Regions from separate parts of the Zea mays genome. Here region 1 is linked to region 2. Evidence: chromatin contacts called from public Hi-C data. All regions are on one chromosome and are shown on one strand. The core of a region is the stretch at or near the end of the contact, and the rest is flanking DNA. Distances in the headings are between cores, read along the strand shown.

Region 1 (5,153 bases), core at 691-3,190, 380 kb after region 2:
TCACGGCACCGAGGTAGTGATATCTTAGCAGCAAAGGAAATAAAATTGAAGAGAGGAACCTCGATAGCCTACTACTATACGTTCCCAATTCCCAAATAAAGAAGAGAAGTACAAAACCCACTGTTCTTTACTAAACAAGCAAAGGTGCACCACTTTTCCCAACGAGAAAATTAAACTTCAAAGTTCAAAGAAAGAAAAATACTCCTCATTGATAATACTACCTCCGTTTTTTTACTTGACGCTGATTAGTTCAATTATATACTTAGAAATATCAATATACTAAGAAAAATACTCCTCATGGATTATGGCAATTTCAAGATTTACATGCCAGTGTCTCATGATTTACAATATAATCTAATATATTTGGGTGGAAAGAGATTCTTATAACTTGCCCCAATCCAAATAGCTAGGGCTTAGATTACACAAAAGGAAAAATAGTACTCCTTTTGTTTCAATTTATAATTTGTTTGACTTTTTAATCCAAGTTTGACCGACTCATCTTATTTAAAAAGTCTCGCAATTATTATTAATTTTTACTAGAATTAAGTATGTCTTTGATTTATTTTATTTTTATGCAAAAAATAATTAAGTCGGACCGGTTAAACTTGAGACAAAAAATGTCAAATGAATTATAAATTAATAATAAGATGGAGGGAGTATTTGGTAGTATATCATGAGTCATTTTTGTTGCCATGGCAGGTCGGCAGCTCATGACACCATGGTTGTAGCACGCAGCAGATATGTTTAGTAGTTATGGTGTCTTGGTGTGACAAGAAATTTGGACGCGTTGCCTTTGTATTTTTCTCCACAAAACCTTGCCAAATTATATATGATGCCGTTTTAATCCGCCATACATTATTATGATATTATCCTTCTCCATCTTATTTGACAACAGAGAGAAAGAATTACTCTAGAAATTACGATCTCCCTGCTTGTCAATTCTGCTTGGTAGTTGGTAGTGTACATTTTCTTTTTTTAATTTCTAGTAATTTGATACAAACTCTATGACATTTAAATCCTAAGATTAGATTAAGAGAAACTTAAAATATAACTAGTCATATGCCCGTGCATTGCTACAGTTTTTATATATAACGTATTATAAATTTTGTTTTAATAAAGCACAAAACATATGTTTTCTATTGATTAGTTGGGTGTGAATGTGAAGCCAACAACTAAGCTTCAAACATTCACTTATACATAATTTTACCTTATTTTTTACATAAACTCTTCTATTATAGTGTTAGAGAAGAGATTATTAGAGTGCAGGTTGATTCTAAAGAAATATAAGGTTTTTTTGAAAAATATTGACACGGAACGACCGTTGAAACTAATGCTTTAATATAATAGAGATTAATGGAGTGAAATATAAAAAGCTATCTCGTAATATCGTTCTATTTTTGACCGGGCGGCTTTTCTTCTATTTGCTCTTTTAACCTTCGTTTACTTTTCCTCGCCCTCGTTACCTTCGTAAGAAACTGTTTGTTTTCACAGAGCTAAAGTTTAGCATAATATACTTTTACTAATGTTTAGAATATATGAAACTAATCAGACATACTAAAATGACAATGCTAAAGTTTAGCATCTATTAGCATATTAGCTCTTTCTTTAGTGCTAAAGTGTGCTAAAAATGTTCCCTAAACCAATAACGTTCTCTTCCTTTTCTTTAGCACCCCTATCAAATAGAAGTAAAATGCTAAACTTTAGTCTATTCTTTATCACTGCTAAAATTTAACACCCTGCTGAAGTTCAGTAGCACATAAAATCTAAATATATCATTACTTGTTACTTTGACCAATTATATTAGACTGTGTCTAGCAGTTAATTTATATAAGTCATCTAAAATACTGTTTTATATTGTAGATACGACAATAGATGAGAAGACAATCACTACTATTTACTACTAAGACATCGCAGTCGCAGACCCGATCTGCTTATATATACTCCCATCCGTTCCATTCCTGCTTGTTCTTCCAATCCCCCCTCCCCCGGCGTGCGCTCCCTCCTGTCTCTCTTGGCGACGACTGGGCAACGGTCGCAGCTGTATGTTCGAGCCCTTCGCCGACGACGTTCACCACCAGGTACGGACGCCACTTTCCCCTCCCGCTGTGCGAAACCGAGCACCCAAACCCTAACTTACTATTTGTATTCGGATCTGATCTAATTACAGGTCCTACTTACTTCGATTGTTTTGAAAAAAATACCCGGGGGTGTAGATGTGTTCATCCGTTTCCTTTTACTGGGTCCATCCTGTCTCTACTTTGCTGGTGATGGGTTCACTTTCGAAGTGTGATTATTCAGCTAGGAATTTTCATCTGTAATAACTTGACGCATTTTGCATTGTCTGTTGTTCAGGATTTTGCTTCAGTAGATGTCATACCTGATACATAGCATAAGTTTTGTGTTTAAATTGACTAAGTATGTTAGGGTAACACGGATCTGTTTATTTTTTTCCAATATGTGATAACATTTCGATTTTTTTAAAAATTATGCAGGAATTTTCTCAGCTGTGCCAATGATGGGTTGCTTCACTGTTCTCAGATCCAAGAAGAAGAAAAGCCATTTTGATAATCCTCTTGTCCCAAGCAAGAAATCAGTTGATGCAAGGGAAAGTACGTCCTCTAGACTTCCGGAGCCAGAAGTTCATGTGCCATCTTTGCAATCAGCTCCTCCTAGTTTTAGGAACAGGGTCAAGATATCCGAGTCATCAAATGAAGTTTCAAACAGAAACAGCAGGGCTCGCGTGCTGTCTGCTCCATCAGCCCTTATTGTGGTTGATCAGTTTGGCTTTCCATATTCGGAATACCGAGATCAAGATGACTCCAGGGATAAGGAAGGTTTGACAAAGGGGCATCGCTTTTCAAATCCTTTGCCCCTTCCTCTTCCTTCACGCGAAGGACATTCTTTTAGGAACTCTGGTAGCTTCAAAGCCAGCAACGTAAGCGGGCCATTGGAGATGTCTGGCCCTCTCCCATTGCCTCTAAAGAAATGTGATGGACTTAGAATCTTCTCTTATGAGGAGATTTCATCTGCCTGCCAACGATTTTCTAGTGATCAGTGTGTTTCAGAAACACTTGGTTCAACATCATACAAGGCAACATTTAGAGATGAATTTATTGATACGAGGACCACTGAAGCAACAGTAGCTCGATTACTCCCCTCCACTCAGGTACCTTTCTCAGCCATTGATCTTCAAACATGTGTCTGCTGTATTTATGACATAGTTTCATACTTCATGGACATACCATTCTGTAATTTTGCATCATTAATTATTCTGTTAAGGATCTGAATTCAGGCTAGAGTATAAGATTCATTTTGTGGGCATGTGGTCAAATGCCTACTGTGCTGACATATGCTAGGCTAGCCCCATAATTAATATACCATTACATTTTTTGAATGCTAATTAGGACCGCAGCAGGTGTGAGGTTAGGTAACAAGTTTCTGAAGCAATCATGTAGTTGATCTTGCCTTTACTATTTACTACAAGATGCTTTATGTACTCTTTCTCATTTGTTCTTTGTTTTGTCTCCAGTCATTTCTTATGTTACCCCAGGCCTGGTTAATGTTTGTTTTGGATTGGTTTTTGAGATCTCATGCCTTCTATTGCATGTAGGTTTAAATGTGTGCCTTTCCTTGATGTAGAGAACTTTGGTCTAATAACCCACTCAGGAAATATTTTGGAGTAAATGCAGAGCTAACTTGAAATGGTTGTTATAACTTAAAAATTCTAAATGATCAATTGGACATTATTACGTGTTCTACAGTAGGCTGGTCTGCTGATGTGTCAATCAAGTTTTATGTATTAAGTTGTATATTTACTATCTAGCTCATTATTCTGCTGATGTAACATATTGATATATTGTTTGTCACCTGCAGAGTTTGAAGGAGTTTAAAACGCAAGCGACCACATTGGCATCGCTTCAGCATCCCAATTTATGTAAACTGATTGGCTATTATGCAAAAGAAGATTCTAATGAAAGGATGTTGGTCTATGAACGGCTTTATCATGGAAGCTTAGATAAGCTACTCTTTGGAAGATCAGATGGTCGTTTCATGGACTGGTCTAAACGTTTGAAGGTTGCCCTGGGTGCTGCCAGAGGTCTAGCTTTCTTGCATGATGAAGGACCCTTTCAGGTGATCATGCTACTTGATTTATGGTCTTATGGGCTATGGCATCACACAAAAGGTGTGCTTTTAATACCGAGCCGCTGACTTAACTTGTATTTATATTTCCATTTGTTTTTCAGGCCATGTACAGCGAGTTCTCAACTTTGAACATCCAAATAGATAAAGGTTTCACTGCTAAGCTTTCAGGATATGGTTGTGTTGGCTTCAATACCGAGGAGATATCTAATGCACCTGTGGTATGTTCTTATATGAGTGCAATTTAGAAGTTTATGTTGTCCAGCACAACTTATGCCTCGTTTCTTTTCATGGTTCCAGACTTCCAATAGTATAGTAGTATCATCAACACTACAATTTTGCGTGGGTTCTCTTACATATTTTATTTTGTTATAAGTAACATTGGGTGCAGTTAACAAGAATATATGTATAATATTGTGATATAAAACCTGCATCATACCTGTTAATTAATCGACGTCATGTTGTTCACTAAAGATCTGTTTTCTTCAGTCTGCAGCAAACCTTTCGGTGGAGACCTTGGAGAAGGGTTTACTCACTCCCAAGAGCAACGTCTGGAGCTTTGGAGTCGTGTTACTGGAGCTAATAACTGGAAGGAAGAACCTTGATCCCAATTATTCCAAAGAAGAACGCAATATTGTCAACTGGAGTAGGCCTTTCCTTACTGATGACAGTCGCTTGTCTCTTATCATGGACTCCCGTATAAAAGGGCGCTTTCCCACTAAGGCTGCTCGGATAGTAGCAGACATCATTTTGAAATGCCTGCGTAAGGATCCATCGGAGAGGCCTACCATGAGGGATGTTGTGGAGGCCCTAGCAAGAGTCCAGGAAATAAAGGTTCCGTGCAGATATCCTCTGCAAGAACCTTCTGCTGCACCAAGAAAAGTGATGTTGAAATCTACATCCCTCAATGGGATTGTGCCTCACCATCCTGTCATAACCTTCTCTCCATCGCCGCCTTCACATAACCAGCACTTGATTTCACCAAGGTCGTCGACATCTGCCTTGTTTCATCC
Region 2 (5,314 bases), core at 684-3,183:
CTACCGTGTTATGAGTTCAAAGGACCCATTCGACGCTCTTGTGGAGTCACCAAATTCCGCCTTTGGGAGATTCTGCCGGGAGAAGTATCTGGTTGCTGTGCCAAGTACTATGGAGGTATCCTTCCTGGGAACTCTGGACCACAGAGCATTTGTCGAGGCGGGCGGCCATCCAAGGACGCAGTTTTACCAGACATTTGCGAGGATGGCTAGATCTGTCTGGGCATTGCTCACGGTTGCTCGCCTCTTGAAACCAAGGGCCGAGATGTTCTTCGTCAAGAGCGGCGTTCGGTTCCAAAGGAAGCACATGGAAAGCGTACCAGCTAGGCTGACCGCGGAGGAAGCAAAGATCGGTGTTGGGTTTACAGTGATGCCGGGCTTTAAGATCGGATGCACTATCGTCAGGTGCAGGGTGTACCTGTCTATGCTCAACGCAAGAGGCATCTAGACACATTATTATATAAATAACTACATAATTAGGTAAGCAAAACGCAATAGCTTTGTAAGTGCTCCACAGTTCTATAAATAAGCCTGCAGTTGGAAGCTCCTCTTGTATTATGACAAGGAACACGAGCTAATAATAGATGACCTCCAGAGCAGTGTTCTAAATAGTGGGAAAACGAGTTTATCCCCAAACTTCTAAAAAGTGCAAATATCGGGATATATCGCGATATAGCTGGATATATCGGGATATATTGGGCTAAACGGCGTAACTTTTCGCTGCTAAAATGGATATATCTGGATATATCGACCGCTATAGCCGGTTATTTAAAACCTTGCTCCAGAGTACTACTAATTTGCTTGTCGTGAAGGAGTCGAACTATCTAAATATTTTCAGTAGTTTGTTCTTGATCTTTGTGGGTCGTGGGTTCATGGTCGACTTGAATACACTGAAGAGGGAGTCGGAACTATGGAACGCGCTGATGCTCATCAGTACATACCAATCCATTTGGAAAATTGTGCACAATCTTGTCCCCTTTGAAGCCACAACAACACTACCTATATATTGTACTCTCTAACCACGAGCGAGCGAGACAACGCTTTCGACGGACGCAGCATAGTTCATCTGGCGAAGATTTTGGCGAAAAAGTTCGTCGGTTTGGGGTTCTCCAGGCACGCAACGTGAGCGTATCTTCCTAGCTTGTCAACCTGCCTCGGCTCCCCCCTTGTGTCCTTCTTGCAGATCTTGCAGGTCTTGTCGACCCAACCCTCCTCCACGTATTGCCCGTCGACTGAAATTCGAAACCAATTTGGTTGGTCGTCAATCGTCGATAACTTGATATTCTCTCTTGTTAGGAATAAAAAAGGATGTGTGCGATAATATATTTTCAGTGGACACTACTTTCAATCTTTCATCATACTACACTTGTTTCCAAAAAAAACTACACGGATTATTCAGTGATGCAGTGCTAATCTGAATACCAGTAGGCAATATACGGGCCTGTTCACTTGGCGTTTAAATATTCTCACGGGAAAGGTGTAGATAAGATACCTTCAACATATGACTTGAAGAAATCCTGGTAGGTGCCACCAATCTTCCGCCTAAGTGCTCCGTACTTCATTGCAAATCAAACAACAAATAAATCAGATTACGGATGATAACATAACATTATCGAGCCGCAGTTGCTTTGCATGATACACACCTGCTCCCTCGTCATCCTCCCTCCACCTCTGGTGGACTCCCTGGCCTCGTACAGCAGCTCGGCGTCCTTCTCCGACCGGACCTGCGAGAAGTCCAGCGCCTCGGTGATGCTTCCGAAGAGGGACTGCTTGTCGCCCTCCTCGTCTCCCTTCGCATAAGCTCTCACTGATCTGGGGCCGCCGCCGCTCGGCCTGGTTTGGTGAGCTCCAAACGAGGAGCTCCTGGAAGGGGTCAGCGGAAGCGCTCTCATGGCCATTGCTTTTGCTTCAGGAGTTCAGGTGAAAGTGGTTCTTACAGGTTCGCCCAGCGATCCGGCCTTTCTATATGGAGGACCAGCAAGCAGCGGCGGCGCGTCAGCTGTTGTGTGGTGGCAACAAGGCTACGTGGTGCAAAGCAGGCCTGCTGAAACGAGAGGGAGATTCTGGCCCAGTGCGACGTGGGCGTGCTCAGGCTTCAGAGTTCAGACGTGACGAGGGCGCTGCGTCTGCCTCCCTGTAATAACCGCTGCGTGTGGCCCAGGAAGTAGAAGGAAGCTGGTTGCATGCCCGATCTGGTGACTCACGACTGGGCGCTGCGTGGCTGGTTTACCTGAACTGTACAGAAAGGGATATTTGTGGATCACAGAAACACTCTGCATGATAACGCATAAACGAGGGGAAAAAGAAGGTACTTGAGCTGTGTTGGGCTTAGGGTTTCTCTATTGTGATTGAGAGGGTATTAGATGAAAATGCAGTTTGTTACGTCTATTTCTATATTAGAGAGAGCTCTGTCTCCCTACTGTGATTTATGGTGGGTTAGTTGTGAATTACGATCTTATCCATGTATATCCATATTTTCTCTCTTCTCTATAACTGCATATATCAGCAATATATAAACATCGGTTGTTGCCCCTAGAGAGCATTGAGCCAAGCCAATTAACAGGGCACATGATTCTCTGGAAGGGGACATTAGTGCATAGCGCCTTGCATTAGCTAGCTTGAAAGTAACCATGTGCACCGTGCGCGGTACCATCAATGCCTCAATCGTAGACATGGTTTGTTTATCTACTTTGCTTGGCCTGGCTGTCTCCCGATCAGTACAAGGTGCAACACTGACAATCTGACATAGAGCCCCGAGAAGTCCTGGCTTTGCTTTTAACCTGGATGAGTTCAGCTCTAGAAAGCATCAAGCTCTCTAGGTGGTTTATTCTAATCTAGGATCTCCAATTACTCGTGCGTACGTAGTGTCTGGATGCCGGACACTGATTGCTAATACCTCTGACCTTCCGGATCAAAAGAACACGGGCTGCGTGCAGCCTTTTTCAATGTATTGATTAATGAACAGTTGTGCATATATGCTAAGCTTGCTGATGAGTGAGCGAGGGGGGTCACACGGAAAACATTTGGGCAGGTGGGCCTCAGTTGCCACAATCTCCATGATGGCCTGCCTCGTAGCAATGTCTCCGCTTGATTGACTCCATCCCCCATCAGAGATCGTCGTAGCATTCAGCAGCATCGATGCTGAAACAATCATGGCCTTTCGTTGGTCTCCCGCAGGGCCCTTGTGATCGAATCAACGTCACACAACGCCCCGCCGGCGAACAGTTGCCGGTCCTTTTTCTGTCTTATCGTGAACTGCTGTGTGGGGAGTGGGGGCTGAGAAGAGATGGCAGGGGAAAAAAACAGCTGGAGGTTCGCTCGAGCTCACCTGGGCCAGACTAATCATACAGTGCTATGTTTTTTTTATTTTTATGGACCCAATGCTATATACGTAGTTTAAAATATGTTGATAAATTTTTGGTACATATATTTTTTATTTTATATACAATAAAAATATACAATTTATGTTCTAAATGAGACTTAGTTTGATGGCTCGCGATCGGATAGCGAGCCTGAACGAGTCTAAGCCAAACCTAATTTCTCAGCTCGCTATATGACCGAGCTACACCGACCCGAGCTCGGTTCATTTTTGGCCCTACCCTTTGCTTCAATGTGCACACTGTTTTTGTAATTCTTAAAACAAATGCTAATTAAACTCATGTATAAGTAGACCTTTTTAAAAATTCTGTTTTATGGGTTATTAGGAGAAACACGAGGCAAAGCCCATATAATTTCGACACAAGAAAGGACGGACACCGTACCGTCAGGGCTCAGAGGATACTGTGAAGCAATGCATACTGTTTTTGTGAAGTTGTGGTGTTTCTTAGAGATTAATGGCGAGAGGCTAAGAATATTTTGTTGCTAATTAAACAGCCTCCGATCCGATGGAGCACTGTTACACTGGAATGGCAGTTGGCAACGACCAAGAAGAAATTAAATGAACTATATGTATCGCACAACACTGGTAAAGTGGTAAGAGCATGTACAACATCATTTAATTTGTGGTTTCTTGAGTGGGTATCTAAACGGTTATCTGAAGAAAAAAAATACAAGAGATAAGCTCTTCGCGAAGTGTCCGTCTTTTCCTGACTTTCTATATATTGTCTCTTAGCTTTATTTATGATACAGTGTCTCAGGTTTGTATTATACAGACTCTTAACTGTCTTTTATACTTAGAAAACTCAACAAGTCTCGGGGTTGCACATACCCTAATGTCCGCATTGGGGAACTCTAAACAACACGCTATGAGGATATAACTACATATGGAGTAAGAAACTACTGCAGGAGTACCTCGACGGACACCCTAAACGCATGGAAGACAGCAAGAACGTCATATATAGAGTCTTTACAGTTGTACTCTAAATCTCTCTCCGATGTGGCATTTTGGTCTATGATTGGCTAAGAGTGGTCCGGAGACCGCGATGCTAGTTAAGGTACAGAGTAATAAGTATGATTGTAAAGAATTGTGGTATATGATAAGGATAGAATATCTATTTAGGGTTAGTTCGGGAACCCTATTTTCTAAAGAAATTTTTATTTTCTCTAGAAAAATTAGTTCATTTTCTATTTAAAAAATATGACTTTTTTAGAAAAATATTGTTCCCAAACCAATCCTTAAAATAAAAATTTAGAATAATACGACCGCGAAATAACATATAGAACCGGAGCACAGGCACCGAGGCACGCATGGTGAGCTGGACGGCAAAGGGAGGCAAAAGATGAAGGCAGCGTATCTTATGCACATGCCTACGGCTGTGCACATATGCACATCTCCCATCCTGTCCCTCCAACCACGATCCGATGGTCACCGTTACTTTAACACTTAACCCCCCGCAGCCTGTCATGTGATGTGGATTATTTCTTGCAAAAACCCCCCGCTCTCCTTCTTCCCCAAACGGCAAACAGACCAGACTCATTGGCTTCTCGTAGAAGGACCACGAAGCCACCATTGGAGTCGACGCCGACATCGTTCCAGTCTGCAGCTGCCCTCGCCGAACGCCGTTCTCGTCGCCGCTAGAGCCTACACCTGTCGCCGCCACCTGCTCATCGCCGGGCCCGAGGACACTGCAACATGGCGCCGCCGCCACCGGCATGCCCTAACCGTGGTGGCTTGATGGAGCTTCTTAACGTCATGGACGCGCGACGGGTAGACGACCCTACTAGCAGCGTGGACGCCATGGACCCTGCTCCCTTTCAACTCACCGCTCTTGTTGAAGCCGGTGCATCCGTGGAGCCCAACCGTTCTGTCCATGGTATTGTTCAAGCTTCGTGTCATGCTGACTCTTGTGAGGGATTCAGTACACCTAAAAAAGATCCA

Evidence for each region. A called contact is a pair of places that touch in the nucleus more often than the background predicts.
Region 1: a contact with region 2 is called in a Hi-C map of leaf, with 6 times the contacts expected there. The contact joins the promoter of LOC100280894 here to the promoter of LOC100275213 in region 2. A contact is called at or near these places in 2 of 25 Hi-C or Micro-C datasets (ear and leaf).

Annotation. Positions count from the first base shown.
Region 1 is chr3:189,795,817-189,800,969 of Zm-B73-REFERENCE-NAM-5.0, forward strand. It overlaps LOC100280894 (serine/threonine-protein kinase NAK), which reads left to right and starts at 1,941. Exons shown (of 5, transcript NM_001371675.1): 1 at 1,941-2,078; 2 at 2,493-3,166; 3 at 3,874-4,131; 4 at 4,245-4,361; 5 at 4,630-5,153. The coding sequence starts at 2,513.
Region 2 is chr3:189,411,137-189,416,450 of Zm-B73-REFERENCE-NAM-5.0, forward strand. LOC100275213 reads right to left here and starts at 1,934. Exons shown (of 3, transcript NM_001371646.1): 1 at 1,641-1,934; 2 at 1,490-1,553; 3 at 898-1,229. The coding sequence starts at 1,895. The coding sequence ends at 1,060. LOC103651060 (Sec1/munc18-like (SM) proteins superfamily) reads left to right here. Exons shown (of 2, transcript XM_008676657.3): 2 at 1-1,010. The coding sequence ends at 445.